2 separate regions of the Mus musculus genome follow, and region 2 is linked to region 1. A link is a contact called in public Hi-C data. All regions are on one chromosome and are shown on one strand. Each heading gives the region's core, a stretch centred on a gene start, on an enhancer-like site or on the middle of the called end of the contact. The rest is flanking DNA. Distances are from core to core; before and after follow the strand shown.

Region 1 (6,127 bases), core at 3,264-5,763:
CTTACTGATCTATAAGCTAGAATCTGCTGCAGCCATATGAATTTTCCTACAACTCACATTTGCCATTTTAATAAAATGTCCTGGCTACAGAGATAATAGACACAGAACACATAGGCTTTAGCTGCAACGCAAGATTTCCTGAGAAGGGGGGAGGGGTGAAAGAAATATGTGTTTTCTGTGGACAGGCTTGGTTTTAAAAGTAACTCTCGGTTGTCTTAAATCCCTCATGTTTGTGTTTAGAAAAATCAGGGAAACACCACAAGCAGGTAATGTGGAGAGGCGACTCGCCTGCTGTCCTGCCCACTCCCCTCATCCAGGAAATAACTGCATGATCAACACCAAAGGCATCCTGCGCTGAGAATTCTCACTGCGTGGTCTGGAGTCTGTCTGTATCTGCATCTGTTGGAGAAGATGCCACCATGATTCCGTGGGTGTGATTTCCCTCCTGGACAATTTTATTGGGTTTAGAGTTGTAAACTGCTGGGCACATGTCTGGGAGGGCATTTTTAGGGAGGCTTAGCTGAGGAGAGATACCCACCCTGGATATGGCGCCATTCCATGTGCTGAATAAAAATGGGAAAGAAGGGACAGCCAGCTGAGTCCCAGAATTCATTTCTCTCAGCTTCCTGACTGTGGATGCAATGTGACCAGCTGCCTCAGGCTCCTACCGCCGTGCCTTCCCAGTTACAATGGACTGTACCCTTAAACTAAGGTGTGACCAGGTAATTTGTCATAGCAACAAGAGAAATAATTAATACATCAGGCAAGGAGATGTTTAGCAGGGATTTTTAGAGAAGGGGAAATTGCAGAATTTGTTCAGCTGAGATCAGTTGCCTTCGACATGAAGAGGCACCATACTGAGGATGCTGCTCCTCAATCCATGAAGACACTATCTTCCACCTAGCTATTGACTTAGACATCGTGGTAAATATGGTGAATCTTACATACCGACTGCTTGTTTTTTTCCTGTGATTCTTTATCATCCAGCATTCCTTAGAACAAGTAAATTATGTACTGGTTAGGAAGGGTTTGCATCACCACAGCCTCCTCTGAGAAAGTAAGACAGCTGGGGGGGGAAATATAGAAAGAAAATAGAGAAATAAATAAAGAATGAACTAATTAAAATGTAGGAGAAAAAGAAGGAGGAGGAGAGAACAAAGAAAAGAAAAAGGCTCAGCATAGTGGCACATGACTTTCATCCCAGCACATGGGAGTCAGAGGCAGGCGTTTATCTGAGTTTGAAGCCATCCTGGCCTAGTTTGAGGTCAACCAAGGATTACATGGTAAGACCATGTTTAAACAACAACAACAACAACAAAAGTTTGTCCCTTGGTCTGCCTTCACTTTGTATATAGCTTTCAGATTAGACAAATCTCGGTAGCCTAGTAGAACAGGGAGATTGTCAAGATTTTTATAAGTCTTGCCAATGTTGGCAAACCTTTTCTTCCAGACCAATTCCTCAGACATCCAGCGTATACCAATGCCTGGTGTGCAAATCGCCAACAATCACTTACTCATCACTATTTCATCTGTAGCGTGGAGCCGATATGTCTTTTGTTATCCTTTTTCGTTCTTTTTCTTTTTTTTCTGCTGCTGTTCATCTCAGCAAAAGAGCGAGGACCACATCTGATTGCAACATCCGGCTTTTCACAAGCCTTTAGTGAAAACTGCTCTTCACATGTTTAGTCCTCTTGGGATTTTGCTACATAAAATCTCATTTTATCACTCGAAAGCCCGAGGCAGAAGGATCGTTAGTTTGCAGCTGGCCTGTGCTGCATATGGAGAATTGGTCTCGAAGAAGAAATAAAATCTCATTTATAAAATTAGCAAACTTATAGAATTATCAGAACGGCTTGCTTTAGCATTCCCTGTGTGACTGGCTTATCCCGCCCAGAACGTCCTTCTAAGGATGTTCTTAGCATTCACCTGCTAAGTTCATGCTTCCAGGCTTCTTAAACTAACAAGCCTCCTTTTGCTTTTAGAGGAGTTCTTTAAAATTTGTAGATTTATTTATTCATTTAATGATGTGTGTATGTGTGTGTGCGCGCCCACTCACATGCACCTATGTGCACATAACATGGTGTTTTCATGTATGGGTCAGAAGACAACTTGCAGGACCTCTTTTTCCAATGTTTGAGGGGCTTGGGGATTGACCCAAGTCTGGTCTCAGGTGGTCCAGCTTGCCCACAAGTCCATTTACCCGTTGAGCCATATCATGAACCCTTTAGTAAGCTTTTAGAGAAACTGATTCCTTCTCCATATTCAGCTCTGGTTTCTAACTGGATGGTTGCTGCCAACAGAAGTGTCGTTTACATCTTGACATAATGCAAAACCAACCAAACCAAACCAAACCAAAACCTCAAAACATATGACTGTGTTACAGCTGGTTATGGATAAATTCTGCTACTACCATTGTCCAAACTTCTAGGGGCAGTCTCCCTTTTCTGTCTGTCGTCACCCTAGCTGTGACTCCAGCTAGGACCGTGTAGCCGGAGGGTTTGCACCTTGAATCTGAGTTGAGGTGCTGCAAACCATATCCACAGGCAGGCATATATACCATATCCACATGCAGGCATATATTTATATGAATGGTCGGCATAGTCTTTGAATGATTTAGCCTACTCAAGACGAGAGGCAGGCACAGGAGACAGTGAGAACCTCGAGAATATGTTCCTAAGTCCTAGGGTTGATTCCTCCCACCCCTTTCAGAGAGGGGCTAAAGCCCAAAATGAAAGAGCTTTCTCCTTGAGGAATTTTGTAATGTTCTGGACATAGGCAGGACCATACAGGCTTGGGGGGATAATGTCACTACATCTCTGTTCTGTAATATAAATGTGTGGTTCTAGGACAGCAAATATGACGTGCTATTTATTTGTCTTGTTGCAACAGAATACATGATAGAAGCAACTCAAGGGAGGAAAGATTTATTTTGGCTTGCAGTTCTAGGGGATGAAGTTCACCATAGCCAGAAAGCCCTGACAGTAAGAACAGGGAGCAGATGGTCACACTGGCACAGTTAGGAAGCTGAGAGTGGTGACTATTTATAGTTAACCATCCCTCTCTCTCTTCAGTCCAGGACCTCAGCCCATGGAATTGGTACTGCCTACATTTCAGGGTGCGCACTCTCACCTCTGTTAATTTACTCTGTGAATGTCTGTTTTCATAATTATTCTAAATCTCACAAAGCTGACAGTCCAGATTAACCATCACAGCGGTCTTGAGAGAACCTCCTGCTTTTTGGTACCAAAGAATAACTGTGGAAATTCTTTGGGAGAAAGATCCATGAATCCTTCAACACCAGAAACAACGGTGTGTTGGCAGAGGCCAGAGTCGTGTGAAAGCCACCATCAGGAAGTTAACATGTATTTTTAAAGACCAGAGGAGAAGACCCGTATGATCTCCTCAGAGGACTTTTTGGACATCTAGGAGGACCTTGGATACAGAGGCCACCCAGCCAGTACCATTGAGTCTAATGATTGTATAACCTAGTTTAAACTGTCTAGTGAAGTGTAGGAAAGCTCTAATTATAGATGAGTATTAACTTCAAATCTCTGGATAGAGGATGCTCTAACTTGAATGTCTCCTTTCCAAGTTTATATGTTGAGAACTTAATTCTCATATTAAGAAGTAGGACTTTGAAGAGTCAAAGCAACCATGAAGACTGTCCTCATGAATGGATTTTCTCTCTCTCTCTCTCCCCACTATGATACAGCAAATGCAGCCCTCCACCGCAGACTTCCAGACTCTACAACTACAAGCTAAATGTTTCTGCTGATGATAATTTACTCAGTCTATGATAGTGTGTCATAGCAAATGGATAGAGAACGTGTGTAAAGCATTGACATCGCACGCTTCTTACAATTCTGTTTTGATTAGGTACCTTTACTAACGCCAAAACATTGGTTGAATAGCTTTGGATCCATGCAAGTTCCCCGTTTCCCAAGTCTGTTTCCACAGGATCAGTCATTTGAGTGGGCTTTGAACGTGATGTTGCCCTTGAAAAATAGAGGCCAGGAGAGGGATGTTTGAGAGGAAATAGAGGGCAGGCTGCCTGGCTGCCAGATGCTTCAAAACTGAATTTACTTTGGTGATTTAACTACAGCCCAGTGTCTGGCCCCGAGTTTTTCAGGTTCAGAAACAGAGAAAATTGGTTTTGTCAGCACACCGAGGTAAGATCAGTTTATCGGGCCCCCAGTCATGCTAACCAAGTTCGCCAGAGTGGGACGTGTAAATCAAAATGCCATTTTATTAATTTATATCGACAAGCAAAATCGGCCCAGAGATCAGACACACATTCTGCTCGGAGCACACTCTCTCCCTGTGGTGAAATCTAGGTGGGAAGTCAAATTATCATCAGAAGACAGCCGGGTGCGCTGGAATTAGAGCAAGCAGAGGCAGCTGGCTGTCTGCCTGACTGCAATGTTAAATGAAGGCGATGCTTCATTCCCCACCAAAGGGCAGCACCTGGAGGGATCAATGCTCTCCAATTCTGCAGCTAGGCCACTGTTCAAGCACAGATCTGGGCGCACATGACTCCCTCGTCCCTGTGGACACTGCTCTGTCCTGTGCTGACCACATTGATTGTGCTGGACATGTTATTTCTTTAGCTGGGTCGATTGCATTGATTAGCTACAGCCCAGTTCTCCCATTGTATGGCCTTGCCTTTTCTACCAAGTAAGGCTGGGACCATTGTTGCTTTAGTGACCCTAACTAGTCTTCAAAGTCAACCGTGGCTGTCATACTCTGCTGAGGTTGGAGACCTCTGTGATTACACAAAGCAAACAGCCCACTCTCCCCCCACCTGAAGCTTTGCTTGTCACCCTTCAAGCCAGGTCCAGCTGGGCAGAGTAGGCTAATGAATTAACAATGAGTGTGGTCGATATGTTTATCTCAAGACAGGGGCTGCCTCGCTGACTACCTAAGTTAAGCCTGGAGTACGATGCTGTTGCCTTTGAGTTGCCAAGAGTCCTACTGAAGTTCTTCTCTACATCAGCATTCAGATGTATTTTAAGAGCTCAGGATGTGAGCTGACACCTCGGTGAACAGGAAGAAGTGCTCTGAAGATAGCAACTCATGTTTGATCTGTAAAGAGAGAAACACTAACTGCCTTGGATGATGCCCCTTTATCTTAATGTGCCTTGTTTTCCCCAACTCATCTCTGCCCTAGATACCTCCCTTACAAACAGGATGACACCCCTATAGTCACTCACTGAGATCTTGTCATACACTAGACCCTTAGATTAATTACTGCTCTCGTTGTGACTAAATACTTGACAGAAAGCAGGTTGTGGGAGGAGAGGTATGTTTTGGCTTGCAGTCTGAGGGGATACAGTCCAACTGGGTGCAAAGGTACCGCAGTAGGTGACAAGGACATGTGGCAGCTGCAGGCTCCCATCTCAGCTGACCAGGAGCAGATGGAGAGGAAGGCTGGCTTTCCGCTGGCTTTCTCCTTTTCACCATTTAATTCGACGATGTAAGACTCCGGGCCCGTGGGATGCTGCTGCCCACATGCAGGGTGAATCCTTCCCGGTTAGTTAATCTTCTCTTGGAATGTTCTCTCAGACAAATTCAAAGGTGTGTCTCATCAGTGCCCTAGGCTTTTATGAATCCAATCAAGCTGACACCCTAAATTAACTGTCACAACTCTGTTCTAGGCATCTTCGTCGTTCCTTTAACCATTATAACAATTCTTTGAAATTTGTCGCTATTATTACCTTCATATAACAGATGAAGAAACAAGACAAAGAGAGGTTAAGTAAGTTCCCCCAAAGGCACTGGCTCATGTTAAGTAGATTCCTTTTTTTGTACTGATGATACAATTTGGGCTAAAGCTGCTTCCTTCAGGTAATGAATGACAACCTAACTTAGTAGGCAAACTAAGGTTGCTATACATTCCCAGTCTCAGCAGTTGGGCTCTGGCCAATCAGAGACGACTGACTGATCATACCATGTTCCTATAAGGCAAGTACCTAATGACACTGTGCTCATACAAGGCGAATTACTGACCCCAGCCAATCAGATGCTTTCTGTGTGACTCTTCCTTTTCTCCTACCATAAGCTCAATCTGTGCATATGACTGGGTTCTAGCTCTGAATGTTCCATCTCTATAAACTCTCTCTCACCCAAA
Region 2 (7,049 bases), core at 3,397-5,896, 320 kb after region 1:
GTTCTCATTTTCGTTAGGCACCGTGCGTGTCTAGACCAGTTGACAAGCATTCTGCTGACTTAGCAGTGTTAAAACCAGTGCTGACAGCCCCATTCCTATTAGAGATGGGGCCAAAATACACTGTAGAATATATAAATACCACCTCCTCCCACCCTCCTGGCCATGATCACAGCTCTAAAGCAGACTTAGAGGACTTAAGACCTATTTTATATCAACCTTAGTGTCATCCTGGTAGCCGGGCCGGCTGCCTTCCAGGTTCCATGCTAAAGTGGAGCCTTATAAGCAGTCTTGATTTAGCCACTCCCTGTTTTTCCTTCTAACTGAGAAAGAACATTTTTGGCTTCCTCCCTTTCTATCCTAATTCACCCCCACAGGCACTGGGCTGGCAAAGCACCTATGTGAGAGTGTCTAGGGTGAAGAAGGAGCAAAACCAGGTGCAGCAGTGGGTCCTGTATGGGCATCATGGGCTCAGGGCAAGAGGCAGCACTATGCAGTTGAGAGAATGGGTATGCAGTTGAGAGAATGTGTATGCACAGGGCAGGGAGCAAATAAAGGCAGGAAGGATGACAGGATTCAGATAACCAGAGACAGAAGCGTGGATAGAGAGGCATGTGCACATACTTGTATGTGTGTGTGTGTGTGTGTGTGTGTATATATATATATGTGTGTCTTGCACACGCTCGACTGGCCAGGAAGAACGACGCTGCAACAGGATCCTTCTGCACACGTTTATTGGGAGAGCTTGATTGTAGAGGCGAAAAGACTTCGAGCCCAGAACTGGTGCTGCTTTTATAGGCCTAGGAGGGGCGTGTCTCACACCCGGATTGGTTATGCACTAAGCCTCATTTGCATGTTCCTCATCTGATTGGCTACTCTCTCTCAGTACCTTACAGAACCTCATTATCATACCTCATTTGCATGTCTCACATCTGATTGGTTATACTCTCAGTACCTTACAGAACCTCATTATCATGCCTGGGCCAGGCAGTGTCTTTGCAAAAAACTTTACTGCATATGTACACATTGGTTGTTTGTCCAATCTTATGCGTGGTGGCCATCAGTAGTCAGTGCCACTCAGCAACGGCACATGTGGCTTCCCACATGTGTGTGTATGTGTGTGTATGTGTGTGTGTGCATAAAAGCACACATATCTCTTGGCTCTGTCCACCAAGAGGGCTAGGAACAGCAAAACTCTAGGAGCAAGGGGAATACTTAATACCTACTTCATGGCTTCTAAATATCTATCTCCATGAGACAAGACCCTAGGACAAGTGGCTGACCCAGAATTAGGGAAGGAAGGGTGTCAAGTATTTTAAACCAATTGGTGGAGCAGTTGCTGAAAGGGTTGAACATGTAGCTCAGTGGTAGGGTTCCTGTTAAATATGTGTAAAGGTTCTGGGTTCGATTCCTAAAGCCACCGTGCATGTGCACACACACACACACACACACACACACACACACACACACAGAGAGAGAGAGAGAGAGAGAGAGAGAGAGAGAGAGAGAGAACATAGAGAGAAGAACATAGTAGTCACATGCTTGGGACTCTGTCATAATGTCGGTCAACTTAAGTATCAAAGTAATTAATGGCAATAAAGGATTATAACCCATTGAATAATGAATGGCTTATAAGTGAGTTTTAAAATGGAGACGAGACAGTTTATCCTTTCACAGGAATGCCAGTTGTTAAGTATACAGGGAGTGATACAATTAGAAAATTACCATGTGGTATATATCTTGGTAAAAACCCCAGCAAGGGAGCTAGAGAAAGTACCCAAGGAACTGAACGGACTGAAGCCCCATAGGAGGAACAACAATATGAACTAATCAGTACCCTCAGAGCTCCTTGGAACTAAACCACTAATCAGAGATAACACATGGTGGAACTTGTGGTTCTAGCCGTATATATAGCAGAGGATGGCCTAGTCAGTCATCAGTGGGAGGAGAGGCCCTTGGTCCTGTGAAGGCTCTATGCCCCAGTATAGGGGAACGACAGGACTGGGAATGGGAGTGGGTAGGTTGGGGAGCAGGGGGAGGGGAGAGGGGATAGGGGATTTTCGGAGGGGAAACTAGGAATGGGGATAACACTTGAAATGTAAATAAAGAAAATATCTAACAAAAAAAGAAAGAAAGGATAGATATCAACAAAAGGTGATATACTTTCACATACTAGGTTTTGGCTATTGGCTATTAATTATAATTTGTAAGTTATTTTCCATATGCATTCAATTCCAAAGACTAATAATAATGTTCTAATTTTAAATATATGTGACAAATTGTAAGAATAGTATATAATTGATAAATGGAAAAAAAAACTCTAGCAAGAAGCATCAGTTGGTGTTAAAACAAGCAAGTGGGAACTGTGGAATACAACTCTGTCAATAAGGCACTTGCCACACAAATGTGAAGACCTTTGTTTGGTCTCCATCACCCATGTAAAAACCCAAGTAGGGAAGCAGACATCTCTCATCCCAGAGCTGGGAAGGCATAGACAAGAGGACCCACAGGCTTCCTGACCAGCTAGTCTAGCTGAACCTGGACACTTCAGCTTCAGTGAGAGACCCTGTCTCAAGAAATAAAGGGGAGAGTATCTGAGAAGGACTGTCAACATGCAACTCCAGCCTTATGCACACGCACGCGCGCACACACACACACATACACACACACACACACACACACACACACACACACACACACACACACACATACTCACACAGGCATACAGGCACATATACACACACATGTACACACACATACATGCACATATATACACACACACATTTACATATACACACATGCACATACACACATACAAACACACATACACACACATACACACACCCAGACACACACACATTCACATATACACACAAGTACATATACACACAGACATACACACAGACATATACACACAGACATACACACAGACATACATGCACATGTACACACATACACACATACACACATACACACATACACACAAATAGGTGGCAATGGACTGGGTAATGGAATATTTATATAATATTAATCACATTTTTTAAAAAGTAACCTTAATAAAAAGAACAGGGGCAATCACTACCTCAATCAAGCGATCGAACTCACAACCACGAGCATTGGAATGAATTCACAACAAGGGCCACTTGGTGAGAGAGCAGTAAAGAATCACAGCACTACCTCTGTGATATGTTTTTGGTTTTTTGTTTTTTGCCAAAAACTATATGACTGAGATTGCTATGACGCAGCATAGAGAAAATCCTGTGGCTGTGTGTAATGAGGTCCTCATGAGGTTGAGGGCACAGTGCTCTGAGAAAGGCAGAGATGGGAAATCCAGGTCATGTGATCATGAATTGCCCCCTTAGTAGCAAGTAGCCCACAGGCAGAATCTGAAGGGCAACCTAGGAGGAGGAAAGCTCATGGGCGTTCTTTGTACCGTTGCATCGTTTTATAGATTTGAACTGTTCCAAAGCAAACTGTCCTCTCTGAGTGTTGACTGACTGATAACTGAAGACGTTTCTGGCCTGTGAAGACGGCACAAGCAATAGTCATGAATATGCCGGTGCTTCTCAGAGAGCCGCCTGCAGGTAGGTAACAGATCACAATGGTTACCGAAGGGTACCAGTTCTAGGAGTTCACATCATAGTGCATTTCAGGCTCCATGGCAAAAACACTGTCTTCCAGCAGTGGGGGTGCACACTTTAGTCCCAGCACTCTGAAGGCAGAGGCAGGTGGGTCTCTGAACTCAAACTCAGCTTGGTCTACAGAGCAAGTTCGAGGATAGTTGGGGCTACACAGAGAGACCCTGTCTGGAAAAACCAAAGCCATCGTGACTTGGCTGATAGATTTCACAGAGCCTGAATTCCTGTACAAAGGAAGTAGATTCTTGATTCACATTCTGGCCCAAGTTTGTCAACTCATCGGGCAGAGGAGTGCTGATTTAACAACTGACAAGGAAAGATGAATGAACCCGTCATAATAAAGGCTTCTAAACAGGAGCCTTCTCTCCAGGAAGGGTTGCAGCTAAAAGGTCATCACCATACACTCACTAAGGCATTTTGGATGGACAAGGTGGACTTGGTAGCCACATGATCTGGGGTGGACCAAACTCAGTCCAGTGACCTCATGGTCCTATTTTAGACTAGATAGCCTCCATCACTTGGCTCCTCTGCTGTCCTCAGGGGAAAAGAAGACTCGCCACTCTCCCTCAGATCATCACTGATTTGTCAGCAAATCAGCTCTGCTGACTGTTGGAAGAAAGAAAAAAAAAGTCACTATTCAAGAAACATGTTTAAGGGAATTAGTGAAGGGGAAACTTTCTGCACTGTTTTAAGGGAAATCTCCCTTGGGCCTAAAGAGAGACGTTTCTTACAGATATCATGTTTAGCCCTCATGTGGAGCAAATGAGAAAACAAACATCTGCACTTGATTTTAAAAGTTCTTACTCATCGATTTCTTTCCCATAATTCTCTTCTTTGAAAAGAATCTCTGTTGGCATGCCCTCCTCGTGTGATTGCGGAGAGTTTCTGCAGTTTGCCTTTCGGGGTGACTCTATTTGCTTATTCCAAACTGATCTGCTGCTGTGGCCAAGAGTGCACACTACCAGGGTAAACAGAATCACATGCTTTTTACGTGCTGTGCATCAGAACGGCAGGGAGTTCAAGATTCACACAGCTCAAGGCTGCAGCTGCGCACTGGGTTAAACGGCCTTTTATACCATCCAGGTCCGCCAGAAGAACAGACAACATCTTCTATGTCAGCTCAGCAGCGTCAGCAATTGCTTTGGAAACCCCAACTTGACCCCCATCAATCAATTGTTCTTACTGCATCGGCTCTTCTGTAGTGTCTAGAGGTGACCACAAACATGAGGACACGTGCCCAAGGTTGGCAGTTTCTGCCGGCACTCTTTGTCCTGGATCCCTAGGAACTGTGTCATCTGATGGTCTGATCAAGATATGGACAGAGTCCTAGAAGGGGCACAGAGGTTCTGAGAGAAAAACCAGGTCATCTTGCTGCAAACGTAACTGTCAGTACAAGGAGGGGCCCCAGGATGGGATGACATTTGAGATGTCATTTCGACTCCAGAGGAAAACCATGATGCTTACTGATGTAGGTCCTTCATCATTTAGCCTCTGCCAACATCCACAGCCACATCCCCTGCCTCCCACTGATGTATAGTGTACATTCCAAATTGCTCACAGCCCACGCTATTCTTAGTGCTTCACTATAAGGTTATTCCTCATATAAGTCCTCTGCCTCACTGACTGAACGCTGAGCATCCAGCATGGAGCGGGTTGCTCAGACCAGGCTGTCAAGCTGAGCAGGTGAGACCTCCAGCCTGCTTCCTTCATGTGGACTACACAGTTCGCTTTTTGCCCATTCCTTAGGGCTGATCTTGACCTGTTTCCCATAGACAAAAGACCTGACGTGTCTCAGCAATAGTCTAAGCCTATGCCAGAGATCAGAATTTGAGCACAGAGATGAGTCTTTGCATCAGATTAACCAACAAGACAAGCGGAGCCTATACAAATCTCACCAGCAACAGAAGGAATTGCCTCATTCAGGCTAAAATACACTGGGGGTGTATGTGATGCCATCTATGCTAACAAAGCACCCATCAACATGATTCTTAGTTGCTATGGTTATAGTTTTTGTTGAGTTCATTTCTATAGATGAGCCATCATTAAGGTGACTTCATAATTTATCACCCAAACCAGTACAGTTGTGAAGGTCAGGGGATTAATAATAATAATAATAGTTACACCAATGTAGCAGGTATAAACAGAATGAGTTCCTAGAAAACTGGTGTGGACGCCCACTTTTTCCATCAGGCTTTTTGATAGCTCCGGCAAATACACTTCAGCAAGTGCTTGCCTGCTGGCATTTGTTAGTCTTGCTTTTCTCTGATTTCAAATTGAGGTCCTTGGTGTCCAATACTTTTTTCTTCTAGGTTAGCCACGATGTGGGATTTACAGTGACTGCTTAGAAATCTATGCTGGCTGACCTGTGATGAGATTTCTTTTTTCCAAATGAAGACTAGAGAGAACTGAAAAATAGGAGAATAGAATTTGGCTGAGAAATTAATATAAAAACACACAAGTCAGTCTTTAGCATAAAGGAGAAAGTATTACCTGAGAATAAAAATCTCCCTCCCCCAATGCTATATGCAGTCAATGAAAAGCTCATGGTACTGACAATATCCGATTACATCCATGAAATGTAAAATCCTGAGTTTTGTTAGATTGGCATAGGACAAGGTCGTGGGACTTTACTAAGCCTGGTACCTTGTAAAGGGGAAGTGGGGAGAAGGGTCAGAGGTTATTATGTTTTAAAAAGTATTAGTAATGAAATAAATAACCCGGCAACACCAAATCATAACTTGAAACATTGGTAAGAAGACAGATGCTCTCTGACCATTGAAAGGGGAAATCTTTGTGGGCCTCTAGTGATATCTACTGACCCATTTTATAGGTGCAAAAACTAAGACTCAGTCAGGTCATGAAGTTAAATGACAACCTCTTGACTGTCACCCCCTCAGGAAAACTCCAAGACTACAACATGTTTTCATCTGTTGGTGCTTGCTTTAGTGGTTCTGGGAAAACTTGAACCCTCATTTCAGGACATGGTCATTCTTCCCCCTTCACTAACATAAGATGTTAGTGAAGCTAAGGAAATTTGGCCCTGCTAAAGGCCTTATCTTCTTGTTCAGTGACTCCATTAAGGTTTGTGTAAGCAACTGTGGATCTATTCTTCCAAGCGACGGAGAATGAGGCAGAAGGAGGAAATAGAAGAATAAGCCAAGTGGTGCCACCTGGCCGGTCTTTGCTTGGCCCCACCCACCACTGCTGACATATGAACTGTCAGATGCCAACGTCTGATTTAAAACTCTCCAGAACAAACTGAGGAGTGCAATCTCCCAGGAAATTGAGGATATAAATTTACGAGGGGCCAGAGAGTTTGTTTCCAATGCCTTTACAGTTTTAGCAGTTGCTGGAAGTCTCACCTTTGTAAGGTCATTTTATTTTTCCAAACTCTCTTAAATAGCTCAACAGTTC

The links. A called contact is a pair of places that touch in the nucleus more often than the background predicts.
Region 2: a contact with region 1 is called in a Hi-C map of liver, with 4 times the contacts expected there. The contact joins two enhancer-like sites. A contact is called at or near these places in 1 of 484 Hi-C or Micro-C datasets (liver) and 1 of 115 datasets of contacts at active chromatin or transcription factors (hepatocytes).

What each region holds. Positions count from the first base shown.
Region 1 is chr8:35,084,273-35,090,399 of GRCm38.p6, forward strand. No RefSeq gene overlaps it. Among named protein-coding and RNA genes, the nearest start is that of Gm34419, 8.0 kb to the right of the region's middle. Within about 2 kb of position 4,514, at least 13 of the 459 cell types and tissues checked have an H3K27ac peak or open chromatin away from gene starts, as enhancers often do. A contact at or near this core is called in hepatocytes and liver, where this site is marked.
Region 2 is chr8:35,401,730-35,408,778 of GRCm38.p6, forward strand. It overlaps Gm45301 (a long non-coding RNA gene), which reads right to left. Exons shown (of 2, transcript XR_003947528.1): 2 at 2,266-6,040. Among named protein-coding and RNA genes, the nearest start is that of Gm45301, 4.3 kb to the right of the region's middle. Within about 2 kb of position 4,647, at least 12 of the 459 cell types and tissues checked have an H3K27ac peak or open chromatin away from gene starts, as enhancers often do. A contact at or near this core is called in hepatocytes and liver, where this site is marked.